Regions from separate parts of the Anser cygnoides genome. Here region 2 is linked to region 1. The links are chromatin contacts, called in public Hi-C maps. All regions are on one chromosome and are shown on one strand. Each heading gives the region's core, a stretch centred on a gene start, on an enhancer-like site or on the middle of the called end of the contact. The rest is flanking DNA. Distances are from core to core; before and after follow the strand shown.

The links. A called contact is a pair of places that touch in the nucleus more often than the background predicts.
Region 2: a contact with region 1 is called in a Hi-C map of liver, with 2.2 times the contacts expected there. The contact joins the promoter of GLO1 here to the promoter of SAYSD1 in region 1. A contact is called at or near these places in 2 of 7 Hi-C or Micro-C datasets (both in liver).

Annotation. Positions count from the first base shown.
Region 1 is chr3:32,762,529-32,769,460 of Taihu_goose_T2T_genome, forward strand. SAYSD1 (SAYSVFN motif domain containing 1) reads left to right here and starts at 4,332. Exons shown (of 2, transcript XM_048080078.2): 1 at 4,332-4,487; 2 at 4,589-5,001. The coding sequence starts at 4,332. The coding sequence ends at 4,885. It overlaps LOC136790370 (a long non-coding RNA gene), which reads right to left and starts at 4,301. Exons shown (of 2, transcript XR_010830198.1): 1 at 4,099-4,301; 2 at 3,589-4,005. GLP1R (glucagon like peptide 1 receptor) reads right to left here. Exons shown (of 13, transcript XM_048080074.2): 13 at 6,154-6,932.
Region 2 is chr3:33,002,327-33,009,258 of Taihu_goose_T2T_genome, forward strand. GLO1 (glyoxalase I) reads left to right here and starts at 3,078. Exons shown (of 7, transcript XM_048080077.2): 1 at 3,078-3,236; 2 at 3,988-4,070; 3 at 5,569-5,709; 4 at 6,452-6,519. The coding sequence starts at 3,156. DNAH8 (dynein axonemal heavy chain 8) reads right to left here and starts at 3,025. Exons shown (of 93, transcript XM_013171043.3): 1 at 1,965-3,025; 2 at 1,470-1,559.

The DNA of each region.
Region 1 (6,932 bases), core at 3,082-5,581:
CGCAGCTGTAAGAAGTAAGAAGCAACACTCCAAAACATTAGGCAAAGGCCCTGAGCCTGTACTATTGAATAAACAGGTTGCCGATGCCAAGATGTGCTGGTGATAGTCTGTTGCTGTGCCAAAGGAAAAGGGTGCCATGGGATCCAAATGTTGCTATCAACACTTAGCTCTTATCAACTCCGTTGGGTTTATACTTTGCCACAAAGAGTTCTAATGCCTTCTGTCATGTAAAATATTTCCCCAAATTAGTTTTCAGTTTTCTTGCTTTCTGAAGGAGCTAGAAGGAGCGGAGAAGCTTGAAAATTAATTTAGAAAAATTCTGCAGTTGCCGCATGCAAAAATAAAAAAAAAATAGTGCACTCTGGACATAGCTTTGGCAGTTTTCTAGTTTTGTCACTTCTTTCACCAGCCACTTCGTCTCCTGTTCTCTTGCTGACTTGCAGTCAGTCTTGCAATCTCCACAGTTGCTAATGGTTTGGCAGTTCCCATCTACTGAAAAGGTGATCCCGTAAGCTCATGCCAATTGGCTGAGAGGAAGACGCTGAATGGGCAAAGATTCTTTTATACCATAAATATTAAAATATAATGAAAAGTTGGTAGCTGGGGTAAAGGAAAAGGCAGAATTGGTGTGTTAGAAATTTATAAAGAATAACATTTTTTTTCCTGACAGAGAAGCACAAGGGCTTGGCATTATAGATATGGCAATTATGGTTTAGCATAAAACCAGCCCAAAAGAATTGCAAGTTTTTGAGATGATCTTAATGCTGCCTCCTAGCAGTTGATGGGAAGATCTAGAATTTCAGTTATCAAGAACAAAGCATTAGAGATCTATCAATAGCACCTCAAATTTTTGATTAAACATTTACTTAGCTGCTGCACATGCGTGCAAGACTTGTCTCACAATATTAGTATCATAGAATCATTAAGTGTGGAAAAGACCTTCAAGATCATCTGGTCCAACCATCGCTCTACGACCAATGTCACCCACTAAACCATGTCCCTAAGCACCATGTCCAACCTCTCCTTAAACCTCCCAGGGACGGTGACTCCACCACCTCCCTGGGCAACCCATTCCAATGCCTGACTGCTCTTTCTGAGAATAACTGTCTCCTCATTTCCAACTTAAACCTCCCCCGGTACAACTTGAGGCCATTCCCTCTAGTCCTATCACTAGTTACCTGTGAGAAGAGGCTGACCGCCAGCTCCCCACACCTTCCTTTCAGGTAGTTGTAGAGAGGAACAAGGTCTCCCCTGAGCATCCTCTTCTCCAGACTAAACAACCCCAGTTCATTCAGCTGCTCCTCATGGCACTTGTGTTCCAGGCCCTTCACCAGCTCTGTAGCCCTTCTCTGGACACGTTCCAGAGCCTAAATGTCTTTCTTGAAGTGAGGGGCCCAAAACTGAACATCGTACTCAAGGTGCAGCCTCACCAGAGCAGAGTACAGGGGGACGACCACCTCCCTGGTCCTGCTGGCTACACTATTCCTGATACAGGTCAGGATGCCGTTGGCCTTCTTGGCTACCCACACACACTGCTGGCTCATGTTCAGGCAAGTGTTGACCAACACCCCCAGATCCCTTTCCTCTGCATAGCTTTCCAGCCACTCTACCCCAAGCCTGTAGCATTTCATGGGGTTGTTGTGGCCAAAGTGCAGGACCAGGCACTTAGCCATGTGGAACCTCATCCCATTGGCCTCTGCCCATCGATCCATCCTGTCCAGGTCGCTCTGCAGGGCCTTCCTACCCTCCGGAAGATCAACACTTCCCCCCAACTTGGTGTCATCTGCAAACTTAGTGAGGGTGCCCTCAATTCCCTCATCCAAGTCATCAATAAAGACATTAAAGAGAATGGGCCCCAACACCAACCCCTGGGGAACACCACTGGTGACCTGTTGTCAGCTGGATTTCACTCTGTTTACCTCTACTGTCTGGGCTTGGCCATACAGCCACTTTTTAACCCAGCAAAGAGTGTACCTGTTCAAGCCATGGGCCTCCAGCTTCTCCAGGAGAACACTATGGGATACCATGTCAAAGGCTTTGTTGAAGTCTAGGTAGACTACGTCAACAGCCTTTCCCTCATCCACCAGCGAGGTCACCTGGTCATAGAAGAAGATGAGGTTGGTCAGGCAGGACTTGCCTTTCATGAACCCATGCTGACTTGGCCTGATCCCCCAGTTGTCCTTCATATGCTGTGTGATTGCACTCCAGATGACCTGTTCCATCACCTTTCCTGCCACCAAAGTCAGGCTCACAGGCCTGTAGTTCCTCAGGTCCTCCTTATGACTCTTCTTATAGATGGGTGTCACATTTGCAAGTCTCCAGTCATCTGGGACCTCTCTAGATGACCATGACTGCTGATAGATGATGGAAAGCGGCCCAGCAATCACATCCGCCAACTCCCCCAGCACCCTCTGGTGCATCCCATCAGGGCCCATAGATTTGCGGGTGTCTAGCTTGCCTAAACACTACACACTACAAAAACCTATGGTTAATTTGTTTTTCTTATACATAGGGAGAAAGGCACTAAGCACTTCAAACGTCCCAAAGAATTGTTCCTCCAATTCTCAATGCACTCTCCTGCCCTTCCAGTCACTAGATGAGGATACAAAGATAGGGCTTGTTGAACTGTCTTGAACCCTTTTAAGCACTGGAGTCCAGAATAAATTGTCCAGATGGTTTGTTAAACAAACAAAAAACACTAAATATCTATGCAATTAAGCTGTTCATTTACAAAAATGATCTGCTGAAGTCATTTAAGACGCTATGTATAAAATTTGTTTAGGTATTTGTCTGCTGTGTAACGCTCATTTACGGATGATGTTACTGTAGTGCACTTACACTTCAAAGGCATGATTCATGGCACTCTTTTATGTGTTTTCTAACAATACACAGTAATATAGGTAGCCCAACAAAGCTATAAAATAGCTATTTGCATGCTAGCAAAAACATGATAAAACAGTAAAATTTGAATAAAATTAAACTCAGCTTTAACTATTAGTTTGACTAATGACACATGCAGAGCATAAATTGTGGAACTACCCATCACTTCTTGGAGGCATTGTTTTCATGAGCAGTAGTGTAAGAGGAAGAAAAAAAAATCAAAATCAAATAATGTCATGTGTAGGATATCCTAAAACATTTTGGATTGTGATTTCAAAATCAAATTTCCACAAATAAAGAGAAAAATGTCATTCACTGTGGCACTTTTTTCAAAGTCTGAAGGTTGAAAGAAAAGTTATTTTGTAACCAAGCATAAAATAGGCATTTGAAAAATGATTTAGTTGGAAAAAGTAAAATAAAATAAAATTTTCCACATTAAGATAACTTAAGAACACCCAAATTGTTTTTTTATTAGACTTCTCATGTTTACTTCTAGGCTGACACATGCATGAGATATTCAGCCCTAAAGGTCACTTCTGAGAAAGCTATAAGTGACTGGAAACAGCACTGCAGGATGAAATGATGTCTCATTGGTAACTATTACTGCTGGAAAGTGATAAATGCTCTACTCTGGAGGCTAAGAGCAAGCTCCTGTAAATAAATTTCTATTTCTCAGCTGTAATGATAGCTGAAAGACAATGTGACAGAGCTGCTTCTCCTGAGTTTAATTTTTTGGTTAAACAGAGAGAAGGATGGGCCTGTCTGGATGTGCCACCGTGCAGAGCCTACTTCCGTGGGGCCCTGCTGGCTTGGCCATCATGTCTTTCTCCATGGCCAGAAGCAGGGTGGTGCTGGGTCATCCCCGGTGCCTCTCAGCCTCCCTGAGAGCAGCAGCCACCTAGGACAGGCCAAATGAGTAGGGCTTCGTGCAGGGCCCAACACGTGTGTCCGCCATGTTGCTGTCCCTTCTGGTGCTGCCCAGTGTTTTCACAAAATGGCCGCTCAGGCGTCAATACAAACACTGGAGTCACCAGAGCAGCTAACATCTCATTCTCCCTGTGCGTCCTTTGGTCACCCCATGCTTTCTTCCCTCTGTTTCCTTTTCTTTTTGGTGTTGACGTTAGTCTTTAAGATTTAAAAATAAAAAAAGGAAAGAAAAAGGGGAGGCTTTCAGTCACGTCCAACTTTTCTTCAGAGCTACGTAGTGGGGTCCCCTACCTATTCTGCACGGAAAGGCGCGACTACCCATCTGGCCATCTCCCCGTGTTTTCAGAGGCCTAAAACCTCCGAAATTTGGTTTTCACAGCGCTGGGGGACCCCGCAATCTGACTCCCCATTCCGGCCGGCCCGCAGGGCGGCGCGCGCGATCCCCCACCCGTGCCCCGCCCGCCCTCCGCTGAGGCGTCACAGGCGCGGCCGCTGCCCCGCCCTTGCGCAGCCGCGGGGCGGCCATGGCGGCTGCCGTGGAGCAGCGCCTCGCCCGCTTTCGGGCCGCCCGCGGCACCACCACCGGCTCCGCCGCCGCCCGCCTCCCGCCGCTCTCCGAGGAGCCGCCGGGAAAGGCCGCGGCTCCGGAGGCCTCGGAGGGCCCGGATCGCGGCGGCCAGGTGAGCGCAGTGGTGGGCGGGTAGGGGGCGTGCGGTGGTAGCGGCGGCGGTAGCGGCGGCGGGCCGGTGCCTGACGCCGCGCCTCGCTGCTGCCTCCACAGCCCCGTCCCGTCCCGGCGGCGACGGAGCCGGCGCGGCCGCTGCTGGTGCTGGCGCTGAAGGTGCTGCTGTGGGCCGTGCTGCTGGCGCTGTTCGCCGAGCTGGAGCTGGGGCTGCCCTTCTTCGTCGTCTCCCTCCTGTACTGGATGTACGCCGGCACCCGCGGCCCCGGCGAGCGGCGGCCGGGCGAGCTGAGCGCCTACTCCGTGTTCAACCCCGGCTGCGCCGCCATCGCCGGGACGCTGACGGCCGAGCAGCTGGAGCGGGAGCTGCACTACCGGCCGGCCGCCGGGAGGTAGCGCCTGGCCGCCGGGCACGGCCCCCTCGCCTCAGCACCGGCCTGCTGCGGGACGAGGAGGGAAGGGGGCCGGCCCCGGGCGCGGCTCGGACCCGAATAAAGCCGTAGCAAAGCGTAGCTCTGGTCTCCTTTCCTGGGGGGTGGCCCCGGGCCCGGCTGGCAGGCACCGAAGCGGAAAGCAGCTGCTCTGAGCGGTGCTGGAAGGGCTCTGAGGGGCACGGCCCTCGCACAGCTGGCCGTCAGCTTGGCAGCTGGTCAGTTTCTGCACCTGGTATCCTTAATAGTGGTGGCAGGAAGGCTGCTGCTTGACAACAGCTTTAATAAAGTGATTAACTGCTCTTCTTTGCCAGCTCTGTCTGGAACCCACTTGCTGAAGACATGAGGCAGTATAAGAACAGCTGAGGCGGGTGCTTCTGTTAACACTCAAGCGTTTCGTCTAACACATCTGATTTTGATGCAAGTTCCCTGTTCACTTCAAGTGACAGCTTTTATCATCTGCAGTGTAAGACAAAAGGTTTGATTATTATTCCTGACAGGTAATGTTTTTTTTTTTGTAATTTTTTAAAATTTAGGGTCAACGTGCAGCAGATGTGGAAATGCAGGAAGCCCTCAGATAGAAAGGGATTTGCCCTGTTACTGGATTCATTTTTTTTTTTTTTTACCATAGCACAGCTGGTGATGCCTCTTCCAATCACTCCATACACTGTCAGGTATACACTTTCTGTGTGATCGCTGGTATTTCTAAAATACGGGAACAAAACATGATTGAAACAAATCATTGATAACTGCCATAGTGAAGAGCAGCTAATAGAGTTTATGCCTGTGAGTACTGAGTAAAGAACAAAAATCACAGCTTGGTCTTTCAAATCCTGTTTCATTATGCCTTTTGTATTTTAACAGTGATTTACAGTGTTAAGGATTGAGTTACTACAGGTTCTGTCATTTGTTAAGGAAATCAAAGGAAGCATTTATCAAGTTCAATTGGACCAGAGAGTAATAGATTAAAGTACAAATAATATGTTTAACGATGCCAAGCATCTTTCAATAGCTCTCCGCAGTACTTTTTAGTTTCTAGTATTGGTCTGTTGCGTAAAGTCCAAATGCTGCTTCTTAAAGCCAAGCACGGAATTTTCTCACTTTCACATCTTCCTCCATCCTCTAGCTGAGATGTAAAAATCCACAGAGTTCTCACTCTTTCTGCTGATTCCTTCTGATGCTCTACAGATAAAGTGCTCCATTTTGTCTTTAATTAATACAGCTTCTGCGGGTTAAGAGCAGTTGTTGTACTGGACATGGTGGTACAAATAAAACCTTTGCTTCCATGAAGTGTAAGTCTTTACATTCTTAGAAAGTATTATGGTAATTAAGAAGTAAGAAATAGTCAGGTGACACTTAAAAAAACAATAATAAAATACACCAGCAAGTGATAGAATTTTGTGAGTTGAATCTTTATTCATGAGGATAAAAATAAACATGTTTATGGGGAGTTGATAATCTGACATCTTTCACAGATCGTGTGGGTGTTTTTTTAAACAAGGAAAGACATGCAAATAAATATTAAAAATAAGGTAACATCTATGAAATTATGAAACTTTATAGCAGCAATGATGGAAATAAAGTTTTCATTTGCTATAAACTCTAGTTACATATTGTCCAGGTGAATTTATAGACTGTTCTATTTAATACTTTATGAAACAAGTTACAACAGTAAATGAGCATGAAGCTGAAAGGCACAAGAAATAAAAATACACACAGTTCATCTGTTCCAGTGCTTTGTGTTGCTTTGCTTATTTCATGCTACTCAAATAAATGCAAGTTATAAATTCTGAAATGGAGATGTCATGAATAACAACATAGGTTTGTAAAAGATTTTACTGAACTAGATAAAGTACGATGTAGAAATCATTGTTTAGGCCTTGCTGAAAATATTTCTCAAAATATATTATTGTTACTCTGCTTTGGTGGCAATTCCTTTCACTGAGTTGTTTCACCAGTATGTAAAGGGGATATTAAAAGGCTTGAAGAAGCGAGCTTAATTGGAGAGGAAA
Region 2 (6,932 bases), core at 1,828-4,327, 240 kb after region 1:
TGACATGAAAAGTAATGATGGTTTCACATTACTAGCTCCTTATTTTTGCCCATGATTTGCAAAGTAGCCAGTGTTCTGTGGACTTTGGCAGGTAATCACCTCTTACAGAAAATATTCTCTTTCCTGAAGTAAAAGTACTAGGAAAAAACATCTTAGGAAAAGTCACAAAAGTCACACACACACACCAAAAAAAAAACACAAAACAACAACAACAAATCAAACCAAACCACCACCACCACCAAAACACACAAAAAAAAACAAAAAAAAACAAAAAAAAACTTAAAATGTAAAGTCTAAATTTATTAACAACTTTATTTTCCTCTATATTAGTCTGACTTGGCTGGACATCTATAAGGTCAGCAGTGGCACTTTCGTCTTTGAAACTCAGGTGGATTGGAATAGGTTGGATGTTAATTTCTTTGCCTTTTGCAGTTGTACCATGATGTTGATACTTTACCCTAAAGTTCAAGATTAGAGAGATGGGTTCTCACAGCTTTCTTTAGAAACAAAGACTACATTGTATACCAGCATCCTCCCTTACTCTCCAAACATATATGCACAAGTTGTCTGGTGTCCAGGCTGAGATTTTCAGATCTCAGCATGAGAAGAGCATGATCTTCAGATGAAAAGAGCATGAACTCCAGCTGACTACTTATTCTAGTTAAAACAGTAGATGTTCTTTTACATTCAAACTTTCTTTTCCTCCTCTCCAGGTGCCCTAAACCTTGTCTACAGGGCCTGTTCATGCAAAACAAATGAATAGTGAGCCTAGTTTCCTGCACCATCTTTTACGTACAGTTGAAGTATAGCATAAACCAACAAATTCATTCTTTCCACTTTTCCCTGGAACTCAAATCCAAGATTTAGTATCCTTTATTCTACATCATTCCAAACACTGGTAGTATTTTTCTCCCTCTTTCTCAAAAGTTTTGGCAAAGGGATAGCAGTCATTCTCTGGTTTTGATAGCAGCTTGAAGAATGTTATTTGAATTTTCTTCTTTTTATGCAGAAAATGTTTATGCCTCTCCTCTGAACTCTGAGATTCAGAGATGAGGCACTGCTCTGCCTCTGAAATCTAGGCAAACTTGTAGTCCCCAAGCTTCTGTTTGACAGAATCTGAAGGGGCTATCAGGAGATAGCCCCTGATCTGTATAGTGTCTTGGTTCTTGTATTTTTTCCCAAACTAGACAGCAACCACTGACCACTATTAGAGAGGGAACACAAGGGGGAAAGATCATTAGTTTGACGTAGTATGGTAGTTCTGATTTTCTTATGTTCTTAATCCTAGAGCTGAGATCCAACCCAAATGCTTGGTTCATAACAGGTTTTGCTATTAAAATAAATAAATAAATAAATAAATGAATAAATCAACATGACATACATTTTTCTGTATTTCTCAGCAAATCTGTAGAAAAATGTTGACCAATGCACTAGTTCTTTATAAAATAATAAGATGAAAATGGTGTTACCTTGTTTAGCAGTAGCACCCGTCCATTGAAAAGTGATTCTCTCAGCTTCTCTCCTGACCCCTTTAGAGCGGCAGCAATTTGACAGTAGGACTTAGGGAGAGGAAGAGAGAAACAAAGTCTCAATGCTGCTCCATAGCTGCCAAGGTTTCCACAGTCCTTGGGGCAGCCTCACCTTGGGGACCAGCCTGAGAAGGGCAATTCTAAACCTTCCAGTTTCAGCAATCAAGTACGCTGACAGAGCCAGCCCAAGGGGCTGGGAGCAGGGACACCCGTTAGTGGGATGCCAGGAAAGCCCCACATTGCTCCAGAGGAGCACATCTGAGAAGGTGTGGGGAGGAGGTGGTGAGGGAGGGAAGGAGAAGACGCCTCCCAAGCGTAGAGGAGCAGGGATCCTGATCTCTATCTCTCTCCCGACAAGCTGAGGTACCTAAACCGGCACTTCTACTTCAGGAGAGAGAGGCAGGCAGAACCTCACCAGCCTGGCTCCAAGTATACCTCACAGCACAGGGACCAAGAGAGCGACCCCAAGGCAGCACAACCGCCCCGTCGCGGCGGGCTCCCTCCGTCCCGGTCTGCCGTTGCCAGCCTCCGTGCCGGTACTGCGCAACGCGGCGGCTTCTGTGGGGCCGGCCGTTATGGGGCCGGGCCGTTACCGGGCGCCCGTAACCGCTGCAGGCTCGGCTCGGTTCGGTTCCAGCCACCGCCGCCCTTCAGGGGCCCACAGCTGCCTCTCAGCTCTCAGGAGCTGAACCTTGCCCCTGCCCTAAGGGCCGTGGGGAGCACCAAAGGCCTCTGTGAAGGAACTTGCACAGCTTGATATCATAAAATCAGGGATTTGTTTCATGCGCACTATGTGTACTTTCTGAACTCAAGAAGCGTAACAAGATTTACACAAAATTTCTGTGCTGCCATGTGTGTTTGTTTGTTTGTTTGTTCTTCTTAATTACCACAAGTGTAAGCTTATGTTGAATATTCAGTTCAGGCAAGAAAAAGCTGTTTTTCATTCTTAGCTTTGAAAGACAGAGTATTCTTACCTTTTACACCTGAAATAACAGGTTAGCCCAAAGTGGCACTGTGTAACTCTAAAGGGAAGCAACTATTATCCAAAATGTTCCCTTAGCTTCTGTCAGTCAAGACAGAAACTGACATCTCTAGGTACTGAAATGAGTAAACCACACATTTGTAAGCTCACAGTCTAAAGGCATAAAGTCAGATTTTCAAGCCACCTTAACGTGCCATCAGTTGGAAGGATTTACAAAATAAAGCAGTTTATTAGAGTTAAATATGTAAGCCTGTCCAGGGGCTTTTATGGTACCCTCTGCCTGCGATCCAGAGAGGGGCGCTCCTTCACAGTCATGCAGAACACCCGTGCCTCCACATTTTGGGTAATTAACCTGCCGCACGCTGCAGGTTAAATTTGACTTACATTTAAAAGCACCCGTTTATTAGTACGGGAGAAGCCACCAATCCGGCCACCCCAAAAGCGGGATTGGTGGGATTTTTTTTTTATTAATAAATAAATAGATAGATAGATAAGCCGAGGGAAAGCCCCGCTCTCCATCCCTTCGTGGACACCCCCCGTAGCACGAAGCCGAAGGCGGCTCCGCCACACCTCCGGGGCGGAGCGCTGCCTCCCCCGGGCAGCCTTCATCCTCCCTTCTCCTCCCCTTCTCCCAGCTCCGTAAAATGGCGGCCCCGGCAGAGCCGTGCGGCCTCAGCGATGAGGCTGTCTATGGCGCCTGCTCCGAGCCGGATCCCAGCACCAAGGTGGGGTGGGCGGCTGGGGAGTGTGTGGGGGCGCATCGGCGCTGTGGTAGCGGCGGCGGCGTCCCCCTTTGGAGGGTGGGGGGCGGCATGGGGCCGGGAAGGGAGAGAATTGGCGGCTGTTTTATTAGGGGAAATAGCTGGTAGTATTTAAACTTAGAATCTAAGTCTGCATGGGATATGTGTCGGAAGTATCTAACTTGCTTTTCATCCACCTAGCTGTTCAGTAGCCCTTGGTATATAAAGTTATGCTGTGGCTTGAGAAAATACCTTTACAGACTGGTAGGCCAAAATACCGTTGTGCTTGACAGAGATTCAACAACTGTGCAATGAAATAATGAGCTCAGCAGTTTAGCTTTAATTAAGTTCTGTGTATGTATGCAGTGAGTACCAACTGCAGTGAGTATCAACTGCTCACGTACCTGCATGCAGGGCACAGCATGTATAGTACAGCTCCATAAAAAAAAAAATAATAAAAATAAGAATGCTACAAACTTTTGATATTTCTGATTTACATAGGGAATGATGCCTGCAGTTTCTTTTTTTTTTTTTCCTCCTTATGCTACAAAGGTATTTTTATTTAATACAAAGGTGCATCGGTAGCATCAAGAGCAAAGATTTTATTTACATTGGATATAATACTGTATTTGTTACTTCTATACCTGCCGTTTTTAGTTTCATTACTAACTTACTTCTTTGTTAGTACATATTTGTTTCATATATAAAAATAAACTCTTCTTTTTTTCCCCCACAGGACTTTTTGTTTCAGCAGACAATGTTAAGAGTAAAGGATCCTAAGAAGTCGCTGGATTTTTATACAAGAATTCTTGGAATGACGTGAGTGGAAGTTGTATGCTACAGTAACTTTGGTTGTTCATAGTATTGTTTTCAAAAGACAAGTTTTTGTTATTTTGATGTAATTATACTAATTGGTCTAACTACATCAACAGTGCTGGCCTATCAACTAATGCCAAGTTAAGTAGTCTGGCAATCACCAAGAATTTCCACAGCATAATTAATGTTGCAATTAAAGTTGCAAATGAACTAAAATTGGTGTTGGCTAGAATTTTCTTTTTTTCACTGAAGTAGGTTATTAATCATCAGTATACAACTCTCTTACTTTATCTTCGGTGATCCGGCAGTTAACTGGTAACTTGTATGACAGTGCTTATAATCAGGAGTCGTTGCTATAAATCTTAAAACTTTCTGCTAGTTCTCAGAGGTGGCTGGTGACCACCTCTGGACATAAGAGACCAAGACAACACAAACTGGTGACAAGGTTCAAATTCCTTTTGGAGAAGGCTGTGAGGAGGCAGATGCCCTGCAGTAGCCTAAGGTGTTTGTGCTAAGACTCTGCACATTCTTGTCATATGAAAAGAGTTTGTTTTAAAGCAACATTCTAGTTTATTTTTAAACATCCTGAAATCAGTCCAGTCTAAGGTAAAATAAAATGCTTCTACTTCAGTGAAGAGGTGTGTGACAGAAATTAAAAAGTAATTAAATGGTAAGCTGAAAAATAAATTAGGTGTGTCTTGCATGCTTGCTTGCTCTGATCAAATTTCCGATGTAAAAATGATTTGAAGTATGCCACGTTTCTAGGAATGAGGTAAAAGTAGCAGAGTCTTTTCAAAAGTTCTCTGAAGCTTACAACATTTTGTACACATCATATGAGATCACTCTTAGCAGTCTGTTATCTTGTGCAATTTTCTATAGAACAATGATGTGTGTGTATCAGATATGTCACAATAAAGCGAGTGAATCCTTGCTGTTAGCAAAGGGATAAACTTTATAAGCAGCTTTTTCTGACCTTGGGTATTTTGTAGTTGATTAAATTATCATGTCTGAAATGACTTTTATGATTATACCAATCTGTGGAAATAGTAAAAATATTTCATCTGTGTGTTTATTTTTTTAATTTGCTTGTGTTTGTAAACTTGGTCTGGTGCCAGCAAGTTCTATGGCATGAGTAAATTTCAAAGTAAATGGTTGTTATTCCTTGGTGATACTGTAAAGTGGATGAACATAAGGATCTTCCTGAGGAAATACATACTAGTAACAGTGGCGGCCTCAGACATAAGCCTTTGTATTGACTTTGCTATCCAGTTACTGATGGCTTGGCTTTTAAGCATCTGTTTCTTCTAGTCTTTGTAAGTTTATGATGTGTTCTGGAATGTTTCTACTTGATAGTTCAAAACATAGCTATTTTAAGATGTGGACTGCAGTCAGGCAAAAATCATGGCAGTAATTCTCCCATGGGGGAAGAATATTGATTTATTTGCAGGCTACCCGATTATCTTTTTTTAGTTGCTATTTCAAAATTTTTTTTTTCACTTAGACTGCTTCAAAAATTTGACTTTCCTACTATGAAGTTCTCACTGTTTTTCCTGGGGTACGAAGATAAAAATGATATCCCAAAAGATAAAACTGAGAGAACAGCTTGGACCTTCTCTAGAAAAGCTACGCTTGAACTGACACAGTAAGTATTAATGCGATGAGAGATGACATTTAAGTAATGGTGATTAAACAGAAGCAGATGATTGTAAGTCCTGTTGGATTGAATAAAAATGTTCTAACTACTACAGAAACATCTTCACTGTCATAAAGCTTTAAAATATGGCTGAGATCTTAGATACTTGGCAAGCTTAATCTCTCTCTTTATAGAGCTCTTTCAAACTGCTGGGTGAACACTGGTATATAAGTATGAAGTAATACTTGCTGTCTCTTTGAATATACATACTATCTGGGGAGGGATACCGTGGAATTGAGGAAAAACGATGTGGTTAGAACTTCTGGGATCCCTTGAAGCATCCCGATAGCGGGGTAACTATTGCTTCTGAAGTGTAATCTAAAGAGGTATTAAGTCAAAAAAAAAAACAACTTTACATGAACAGGACAATTCTGCTAATGCTACTAATGATTTAATGATTGCACAGAAGTGCAGGGAGACCTGCTCTCCTTTGTAATTGGAATGAGATAGGAGTGCCTCTCAGACTCATTCAAATGTAGAACGTGAATATTAGTGAAGGGTATGAACTTGACTGAATTAGCCCTTTGTCTGCTTTGAAGACTCCCTAGAACCTGTGATTTGGGAAAATATTGATAGTTTAATGAATGCAGCCAGCAATTGAAATTTTTTGGTTTTTAGAAGAAACAACTTCCTGAGGAAACTGAACATTTGGGACTTGTTGATTTCAATGTGTAATTATTACTTCTTACAGCAACTGGGGCACTGAAAATGATGAAAATCAGTCCTATCACAATGGTAATTCGGATCCTCGAGGATTTGGTAGGTCGTTTAGTGCATGTACTTTTTATGCTTTGTTTTATTGTGATTACATTTTTACTCTTGTGTATTGGGGAAGAATGGCATTTCAAAGGTTTTTTTTTTAGAAAACATCTATATAACTTAAGTGCAAAAATTATGTATATGCTGTAGGCTTTGTTTTTGTGAGAAACTGAAAATATTTTAAACTTGTGTGGATGAGAAGACTTTCAGTGGAAAAGAAGTAAACTTGTCTTTTACATGCTGGAAAAAGCAAGATATACTGTGAAAGATTATGAAAATAGGTAAACATGTTTCAGAGTAACGAGCCACAGTTACACTTTTCATGTCTAATCTTTTGGCAAGCAAACACATACTAATAGTTACTACTCAATGAAGTGCAATAATTGCTCATGCGTATTGGATTATGATATTCA